2 separate regions of the Mus musculus genome follow, and region 1 is linked to region 2. A link is a contact called in public Hi-C data. All regions are on one chromosome and are shown on one strand. The core of a region is the stretch at or near the end of the contact, and the rest is flanking DNA. Distances in the headings are between cores, read along the strand shown. Region 1 overlaps Derl1 (Der1-like domain family, member 1). Region 2 overlaps Zhx2 (zinc fingers and homeoboxes 2).

The links. A called contact is a pair of places that touch in the nucleus more often than the background predicts.
Region 1: a contact with region 2 is called in a Hi-C map of cerebral cortex, with 2.0 times the contacts expected there. The contact joins two enhancer-like sites. A contact is called at or near these places in 3 of 39 promoter capture datasets (the HPC-7 cell line, hippocampal neurons and neutrophils), 2 of 15 datasets of contacts at CTCF or cohesin (large pre-B cells and pro-B cells), 14 of 484 Hi-C or Micro-C datasets (CD4 T cells, CD8 T cells, Sertoli cells and 8 more) and 4 of 115 datasets of contacts at active chromatin or transcription factors (the HPC-7 cell line, embryonic basal ganglia, embryonic stem cells and 1 more).

The regions. Positions count from the first base shown.
Region 1 is chr15:57,872,647-57,876,849 of GRCm38.p6, reverse strand. It overlaps Derl1 (Der1-like domain family, member 1), which reads left to right. Exons shown (of 8, transcript NM_024207.4): 7 at 1,243-1,353. Among named protein-coding and RNA genes, the nearest start is that of Derl1, 18 kb to the left of the region's middle. Within about 2 kb of position 1,554, at least 18 of the 459 cell types and tissues checked have an H3K27ac peak or open chromatin away from gene starts, as enhancers often do. A contact at or near this core is called in cerebral cortex, where this site is marked.
Region 2 is chr15:57,764,472-57,768,539 of GRCm38.p6, reverse strand. The region is part of intron 2 of Zhx2 (zinc fingers and homeoboxes 2); the gene reads right to left. Among named protein-coding and RNA genes, the nearest start is that of Zhx2, 72 kb to the right of the region's middle. Within about 2 kb of position 1,814, at least 61 of the 459 cell types and tissues checked have an H3K27ac peak or open chromatin away from gene starts, as enhancers often do. A contact at or near this core is called in cerebral cortex, where this site is marked.

The DNA of each region.
Region 1 (4,203 bases), core at 305-2,804, 110 kb before region 2:
CCACACAGTGGTTAAGAGCAGAGATTGCTCTTGCAGAGGATCTAAGTTTGGTTCCCAGCACGCATGGTGGGCAGCGCACAACTGCCTGTAACCTTAGCTCCAGGGGTCTCTGATATCTCCAGCCCCTCTGTGCTTGTGCCCATGCTGTGTATACACATAGGCATGCACAACAGTTACAGATATGTATTTTAAATCTTTAAGAATGAGAAGAGCCTTCCTCTGCATGATAGGTGGCACACACCTTTAATTGCAGCACTTGGGAAGCAGAGGCAGGTGGGCCAGCCAGGGTTACATAGCTAAACCCTATCTCGAATAAACCAAACCCAAAACAAAACCCAAGGTAGAGATTTTAAGAGCTCTCATTTCTTTCTTACCAATTTTTCAAGAGTTAGTAGATTGCAAAAGTCCTAACCCTTCTTAGAGCCTGATGTATTGGAGCTAGATGGTCCTTACTACTCCTGTGTATTTCCAGAGAGAAGTGAGTGGCCTGAAGAGAAGGACATTGTAGAGCTTAGCACCTTTTGACATTGGTCAGCCTCTCTCGGCTCCCCTACTACTCGGGCAGAGTGTGGGAAGTTGCAGGTGTTCGTTTGCTCCGGCAAGAATCACGTGGGTAAAGATGGAAGAAGGATATGTAAATAGCAGCCGTGGCTGCTGCAGGTGCCTGTGTGAGCCTGGGAGACCTGAAGAGTCAGTACTGACTTTAGGATGCAGGGCAAGGCTCAGCAGTCCTAAGTGATCTCTGTGTGTCTCATCTCACTGACAGCGATGCAAGAGAGATGCAAACCACAGCTCCAGAAATGTGGGAGCAGTGGTTGCTGTCCATCTTCCTCCCTCCCATGCTCTTCTCTTGGTAGTCTGCGTATTTGTCTGTTTTACAAACATCGTGTGTGTAGGCAAGAGCTCAGAAACTCACTCGCGTTGCGCCTGCCCCACCTCCTGAGACATACTGGAATAAAACTAATGTTTTGAGGATGGACTGGGGTCTTGGAAGAGATGTATGTCAGAGGTGCTTTGGGCCTGGAAGCTGTGGGCCTCATTCGTTCTTCAGCCCTGATTTCCCTCTCCCTCAGAATACGTTTGTCCCTCACTATAAAAGGGCCCATTGTAGAGCTGTCGCCGACTCCCGGGGACGGTAATGGACGACAGTGAACACGACTCTTTCCCATGCTCTTGGCTCCAGCTTGCTGCAGCTCACTGTGTTGCCTGGGTGTCTTTGCACTGACTTGCCTCTCTTTGCAGGGTGATCAATGAGCTCATTGGAAACCTTGTCGGCCATCTTTATTTCTTCCTGATGTTCAGATACCCAATGGACTTGGGAGGAAGGAATTTTCTGTCCACACCTCAGTTTTTGTAAGTTTTCTCTTCTCTTGTTGAACATTGTGTTGTCCTGTGGTTTCAGGTATCCCAACAGGAGACATTTTCATGAGGAGACACTTCACTGCCCTCTCTAAGCGAGAAAGAAATTCGAGCCAATAAAGTTCTTACTGTGGTCACAGTCAGGAAACCAGGGATTCATGCCACAGCTTAGTCCCTTTCATAACATCTGGGTAAAGATCACTGACTGGGTTAAGCCGTTACAAAGATCACCTATGCTGAGCAGGTCGAGTTATTTGGTGCTACTTTAGAGTGCCAACAGTAGGCTGGGGGACAAGTGTCATAAAGGATAACACTGCTTTTTTTTTTTTTTTCTTGAAACATTGGTTTCACCCATGATGTTGACTGAGAAGTTAGCTCATTATTTGCTGTTTTTAAAATGTGTTTTTATTTGTTCTTGTTTTAGGGACAGGGTCCCTGCTATATAGCTCAGGCTTACCTTAAACCCTCTATCCTCCTGCCTCAGTCTTCCAAGTGCTAGAACCATCGGTGTGCCACCCCCTGCCTGGTTTAAACTTTCATATAGTAAATGCTATAGACTAGAACTTTTGTAGATTGTTTAAAGTTTGAACGAGAGACTTGAGATTTCCGACTCCTTGGAAGCAGGTGCTTGGTCGTTCTCTTTTTTAGAGTGAATTAAGTAGAAGAGGCCAAGGGCAAGAACTCCGGATCAGATGCCATTCCCTTTGTGTGCTGTTTTTGATACTGGGGAAGTTACTTATTAAAACCTCCAATTTTTGGTTCATAAGTCTGAGTTGAAAGGCTGTCCCTTTCTCATAGGACTGGGTAGAGCAAGACTCATTATTGGAAGCATAATGGTGGGTAGTGGGTTAATGACATAGTACTGGGTTCTGGGTTAATAAAAGCCCTGTGCCTGATGTCTCCGGGAGGGCTGGTGGCTGAGAAGAGATGCTCAAACACTGGAGTGTGTAAGTAGCATGACCCTTCTGTCAGTGAAGCAAAAGGCTTGAAATCGGGACCAGTCAAATCACCTTATGAGTGTCCCAGCCTGCCTGACAGTCACACCTAATCCCACGAGGGAGATGGTATAATGTCTTGCATCTAAGAGTTTAAAAGACGGGACCCCTTTGAATCAAGATGTTTCTTTAATGTCTGCAGTTCTCTTTCTTTTCAAGGAGTAGGTGAGGGCAGAAACACTTTTAGCAGTCCCCTTCCGCCCCAGCTCTGTGCAGGTTAGGGTGTGTTTGTAGAAGACATTTGATTGCGAACTATAATCAGAAAACTCCAGTGGCTTGTTTGTTTTTAAAAGAGAGTAAAATGAAATTTGTTTCTCTTTGTGCCTCGGGTTGCTTTCAGGCTGAAAAATAAATGACCAGTGTGTTTTCTAATTACCAAAGGACACAGTAGCCGCAGGTTGGGATTTTTGTTCTAGATTTATCAAGTAGGCTGGCAGATGTATCCGCTTTACAAAGCCTGTGCTCTGGGGAGTAGCCAACAGTCACTTTACCGTAAATGGCTATTTTCTGATTTAACAGCTTACAGATATTTTTGAATTGTGAACAAAAGTGTAGAAAATTCCAACAGTAAAATTCTGGGAGCACACTGGAGCCAGCCTTCCACTTGAGTTTTCTCTGTTGGTGGATGCCCTTCTGTTAAATTTTGCATAAAGATCAGATGGTAAAATGTAGCTCCTTGCAAAAGCAGTAACTGCTTTGGAATTACCATAAATTTTTGTTGATTATGTATAATTGGGTGTCTTTTTATTCTAATTACTGGCATTTAATTTCACTCTGAGCTTAAGCAATGAAGCTGGCTTCTATATTGTCTATATGCAGCAGAGGAGACAGCCCCAGTGCCTTTCTCAAGTGCTGTGTTTTATTATGTACTTTAGAGGAGTATCATTGTACAGGATGTCATAGATGTTGACAATTGGGTGCCTGGAAACTACACTTTGATTTAATGATAAAACTGTATTTTATTTTCATGTTTTAGTTTTTTAGAGACAGAGCTCTTCTGTGTAGCCACTGATGGCTGGGGGTTTGTCATCCCGCCTCAGCCTCCCGAGTGCCATGATTATAGGTGTGCGTCACCACACTTGACATATAGATTTCTAAAATGGTTCATATCCTGCATTCCATTTAAAAAGCAGCTATATCTTCTTTTATATAGTTCTCTCCAACAGTTAATTTTCTGTTTCAAAAGAGATCTTTTCTCTTTTTAAGGGGAAGGAGGATGAAGGTTTTAAAAATGTTGCAAATTGATGCCAGCTACTAGCTGTTATTACCACAGTAATACTAACCGTTGTAGCACGTTGAGGAGGATAGGTACTAGCTTAGAGCCGTGGTGCCTGGGCTTGGATACTGATGGTTATTCTTGAAGAACTTCACTCAGTTTTGCTCCCATTTTGTTGTTGATTTAATAAGTCTGATTGCTGGCAACTGTGGCATATGTCTCTAATCTTAGATACTTGGGAGGGTGAGGTCAGAGGGTCTGCAGTTCAAGGCCAGCCTTCTTCAAGGCCACCCTGGGCAACTTAGTGGGACCTTGTTGCAAGAAAATTTTACAAAAAGGGACTGTGAGCTCAGTGGTAGAGTATGTGCCTAGCACTCCTGAGGTTTTAGATTCTACCTCAGAACAGCCCAAAAGGAAAAGAGAGGTTTGTGTGTGTAATGTCCTCACAGGGCTGCTGCGACAATCCAGTGCAGTTGGAACGTGTTGTAGTGCAGGGGATCCTTGGCCAGAGAGAGAACTGCTTTGGCTTTAGGTTGTGCTATTGGCCACGGCAGGAAAGGCACTTGTAATGGCCTATTTGTAATGGCTTATTCTGGGTACAAACGGTTTAAAACCAGGGTATCAGTTTGTGCT
Region 2 (4,068 bases), core at 565-3,064:
GACAACAGCAACTCTATTCTAGTTCCTCTTCTGAGCATCTTCCTACTGAGCAGAAGTTGGAAAATATGCCAGTTTTGGACCAGCCAGTCAGCTTGTGTCCACATTCCAGCCCTACCACAGTGGGACCTCTGGAAGCCACATACTGTCCTGAACCTTGGGCTCTTCCCTCTGAAAGTCCAGTGACCATGCTTGGGTGATAGCTCAGTCATGATGCCTCCTCACCCCCATGCTCTGTGGCACAGCTCAGTGGAGCTCTCTCACGGTGGCTCTGCGTTGTGACTGGCTTTGGGAGGGTGGATATTAGTGATAACTAAGGCTTCTATATGTCCTGTTATTTTCTCTTTGTAGACTCTACTGTCGCTCCCATGAGGTCATGCCATGGTAAGCCTCTACAGGGTGAATGACTTATCCAGCTTTGGCGTTTGTCATCCTAGTTGAGGTTACCTCATGTCAAGCAGCACACAGTCCATGTTCCCCCTAAACTGACATCAAATATGTTAGCCATCTCATGGAATGAGAGGCCATTGATTTCACCCTTCAGACCTGGGAGCTGACTAAATATGTCCTACTGTCCTCCATAGGCTTATGGGGTTGTTTGATACAAAGCACTACCATGGTAATAAATAACCAAAATAGCCAGAGAAGGGGTTTTAAAAATTGGGGCATGCTATTCCTTAATGACTTTGCCTGTATTTTGGTGCACAATTTGAACTTCCCTTTCTCTGCTTGTTTCTTTGCTCTGGGATACAACAGGCAGGGGCTGTTATTTAACACACACACACACACACACACACACACACACACACACACACACACACATGCACTCGCGCACCTATGCTCGCCATACAGATACTCAGTGAAATCCTAGTAGGAGGAACAGAAAACTGTAAGTCTTATACCTTCCCTTCTGTTTTCCCTTTCTTCTCCCAATCTATTTATTTTAATAAAAGTCTTATATACAGTCTAAATAAACAGGTTATATTTGTTTAAGACAAGCTTTCTGCTGGTGCCAAGAATCTACTTCTTCAACTGTGGAGCCAGACCACGCTCCCTCCCTCGGATACAGCTCATGTCTGCTGCTGCAGGCTCCTTCCTCCGCACCAGAGGCTCTTCCCTGCTTCAGTCCCATGCTGTCAGTGGACATTCCTGGCTTCTGTGGTAGCCGTGGCCGTTTACCTAGGGGATTTTCAAGACTTCATCTAGAGATCCTGGAACTCCATGGCACCTCGATGTCCTCCCTTGCAAAGTGAGGATGGTGAGGATTATATAGTCTCACAGACTTATCTGTGAAATTTCAATGAGATCGTACAGCTCCAAATCAGCCTCAGAGATGCAGAAGAGTAAGCATTTGGTACATGCTAGCTCCTATAATGATAAACGTGGTACTATGGACAAAGAAGTCCTACCTAGCATCTATGTCATACTTGGCATGTCTCACTGTTTTAAATACTTTTCCCTAGGTCTTCTCATGTATTTATTGTGTTTTGAACCCCATGGCAGCTATCTGTGAAGATAGTGCTATATTCCCAATTTATGGATGAGAAAACTGAGAGACCACCGTATTGTTCTCTCCGCTTTAGTTATCCATCCATTTTTCTCATTGCAGATCTAGAGGGTAATGACTTTTGCCTTCAAAAGCTTACTACAGTGCCTGGTGTACAGACTAACTCAATGATGGAGGAGGCCAGAGCGTAGTGATGGTCTTTTCCGTCTTGACACACCCCTTTGAGGCAGGGGTCTGGATCGCCTAATCTCTGCACCTTCTGCTACTGAATCAGCTGCCTTGGACAGATGGCGCTTTGACGAGGAGGCACAGGCTGATTCTCGGCCTGGCATGCACACTCTGGGCTCTCTCTTCACATGCTGTCTTACAATTCAGCCTGACTCAAGGCCCAGGAAGCAGACAAGGCTCTCAGCATCCCCAGATGAGCTGGGGGGTGGGGGGTGGGGGTGGGTTCGGCAGCTCGGTGTAGAAAGCAGTATTTAATAATGCTATCACGCTACCCTGTCCTCATGAAACCGTTGTGACATCCTGCATTTAAAAATGTGACAAGCTTCAATTGCTATGCATGACCCATGTCTGGCATCACAGTGACTCCTGGCCCCAGAGCACCTGCATTTTCTGGTGACAAACAGCTTACAGGGATCAGGGGACGGATGGCTTTGTGCAAAGTTGTCCTCATGGACCCTTCTAAGCCCTCTGTGGTGCGGTTGTTCTGCCCGCCTGTCAGAGTATAATTTTCATTAAATATTAAAGAGCTGTTTGTTAAAATAATGTCGTCATGGCAACAGAGTTGGGTGGGGGTGCCAGAACAGCCTAGCGCTGCCCAAATTGCAGCATATTAATCAAGTGCTTTGCACTACGAAGTGAGCCTTCCTTTGAGCTATCTGGTGACAATGACTCTGGAGGATCCAGGAACTTTTGCAAGCTGCTGGTGCCAAAGATGAAGGCTGTCATGAGGTCCTGGAGCTGAGTTGTGCTTGTTGGATGGGTGGATGGATGGATGGCTGGATGGACAAATGAAGGAATTCTGGAAAACAAATTCTAGCTGTTTGTGTTAGAGCTGTTTCTGACAGATCTTCTGCTTTTCATTTGCCCTTTTATCGTGGGGAGGAGTTTTGCCAGAAAGTTGGGGGAAAAGAGCCAGGACAGCAAATCAGGGGGTGGGGGCACTGTTTCTTTTGCTCACAGGGAGAACAAGTGGCAGCAACAGAGAGGCAAAGTAAAGAAGCTTAGAAGCAGGCTGCCTGGGTCAAATCCTAGCTAGCTCCCTGTACTGTGAGGAGTGACTCACTCTCCCAAACCTGTCCTTCCACCTTTGTCAGCCGACCACAGCTGTGTTGGCTTTGTGTCTGAGGACAGGTGAGAGATGACAAATAATAGCCTCAAATCCCAACCACCCAATTTTCCACTGGCCTGTTATTGCTACGGGCACCGCAGCTCTGGCTACAGAGGTTGTCAATGATACCACTGAAGGACTATTTCAAGGTGCACTCACATTTGAAAGAGCCCAGTGGGTCCTGTCCGCTGCCCAAGTGTTTTCTGAAGTCTGTATGTTCTCCATGGAAGGGGCCAGATGGTGGTCGTACACCACTGTCTGGTGTACGAGGGGATCCATCAAATTGTCATGACCTAGAAGGCTGGGTTCCAGGATTGTGCAGGGCTTTTAAGAGGCGTGGCTTAATGAAGGTGATTAGGTCATTGGGAGTGCCACCCCTGGAGGAGATTAAAGTAGTTCTCTCAGGGCCTTTATTAGTGCTAGGGAGACTAAGGCAACATAATGAAAACAAGCCTGAATCTCTTGTCTCTGGCTTTCTGTCTTGTCATATGTCTCTTCCACACATGCTTCTAACATCCACCAAACAAGCCTCTTATCTTTATATATTATCCAGACTCAGATTTTTTTTTTTTTGTTATAGCAACTGAAAATGGAGCAATACACAGTTTCCATAGAAGAGTCAAGTTTGGGGTTTTTGTTTTGCAGTTATAAACACAGGCAAACATTTTTAGCTCACATTCCACATATACAGCAGAGACATGGCTGGTCCCTGCTGTACCGCCTTAGGAAGAAATACAGAAAAAATGGAGACAAAGCGAAAGGAGACATAATGCTTCCCTTCCTTTACCTGAAAAAGTGGGTTGAAGGGAGAGAGAGAAAGGAGAGAGAGAGGGGGGGGGGGAGAGATCCCCTCAAAGATTTAGAATATCCCCATACCTCAAGGATGAGGCTTCTGAGTGCCCCCTCTGCAGAGTCTTTTTCTCTTCATGCCCCTGCCCCATTAATGCCTTTACTGGCTGACTTCTGTCTGTTGTGTCTTTTCTCTGCTGCTATCTGATGCACCCAAGATCTTTTTCCTTGCCTCTTAATTCTTTAACTGGCAGAGAAAATGAACCCAATCAAGACTCTTAGATGGCAAGAGGGAGGAGGCAGGAACTGGACATTGAGCCACACCATGTTCCCTGGGGCCAGCAGCTGGTAACTGACTTCGGAGCAGGGTCAGAAACAGGAAAGAGACAGCAGGAAAGATGCACACCCAGTAGACCATACACAGCATCTCCAGATTGGA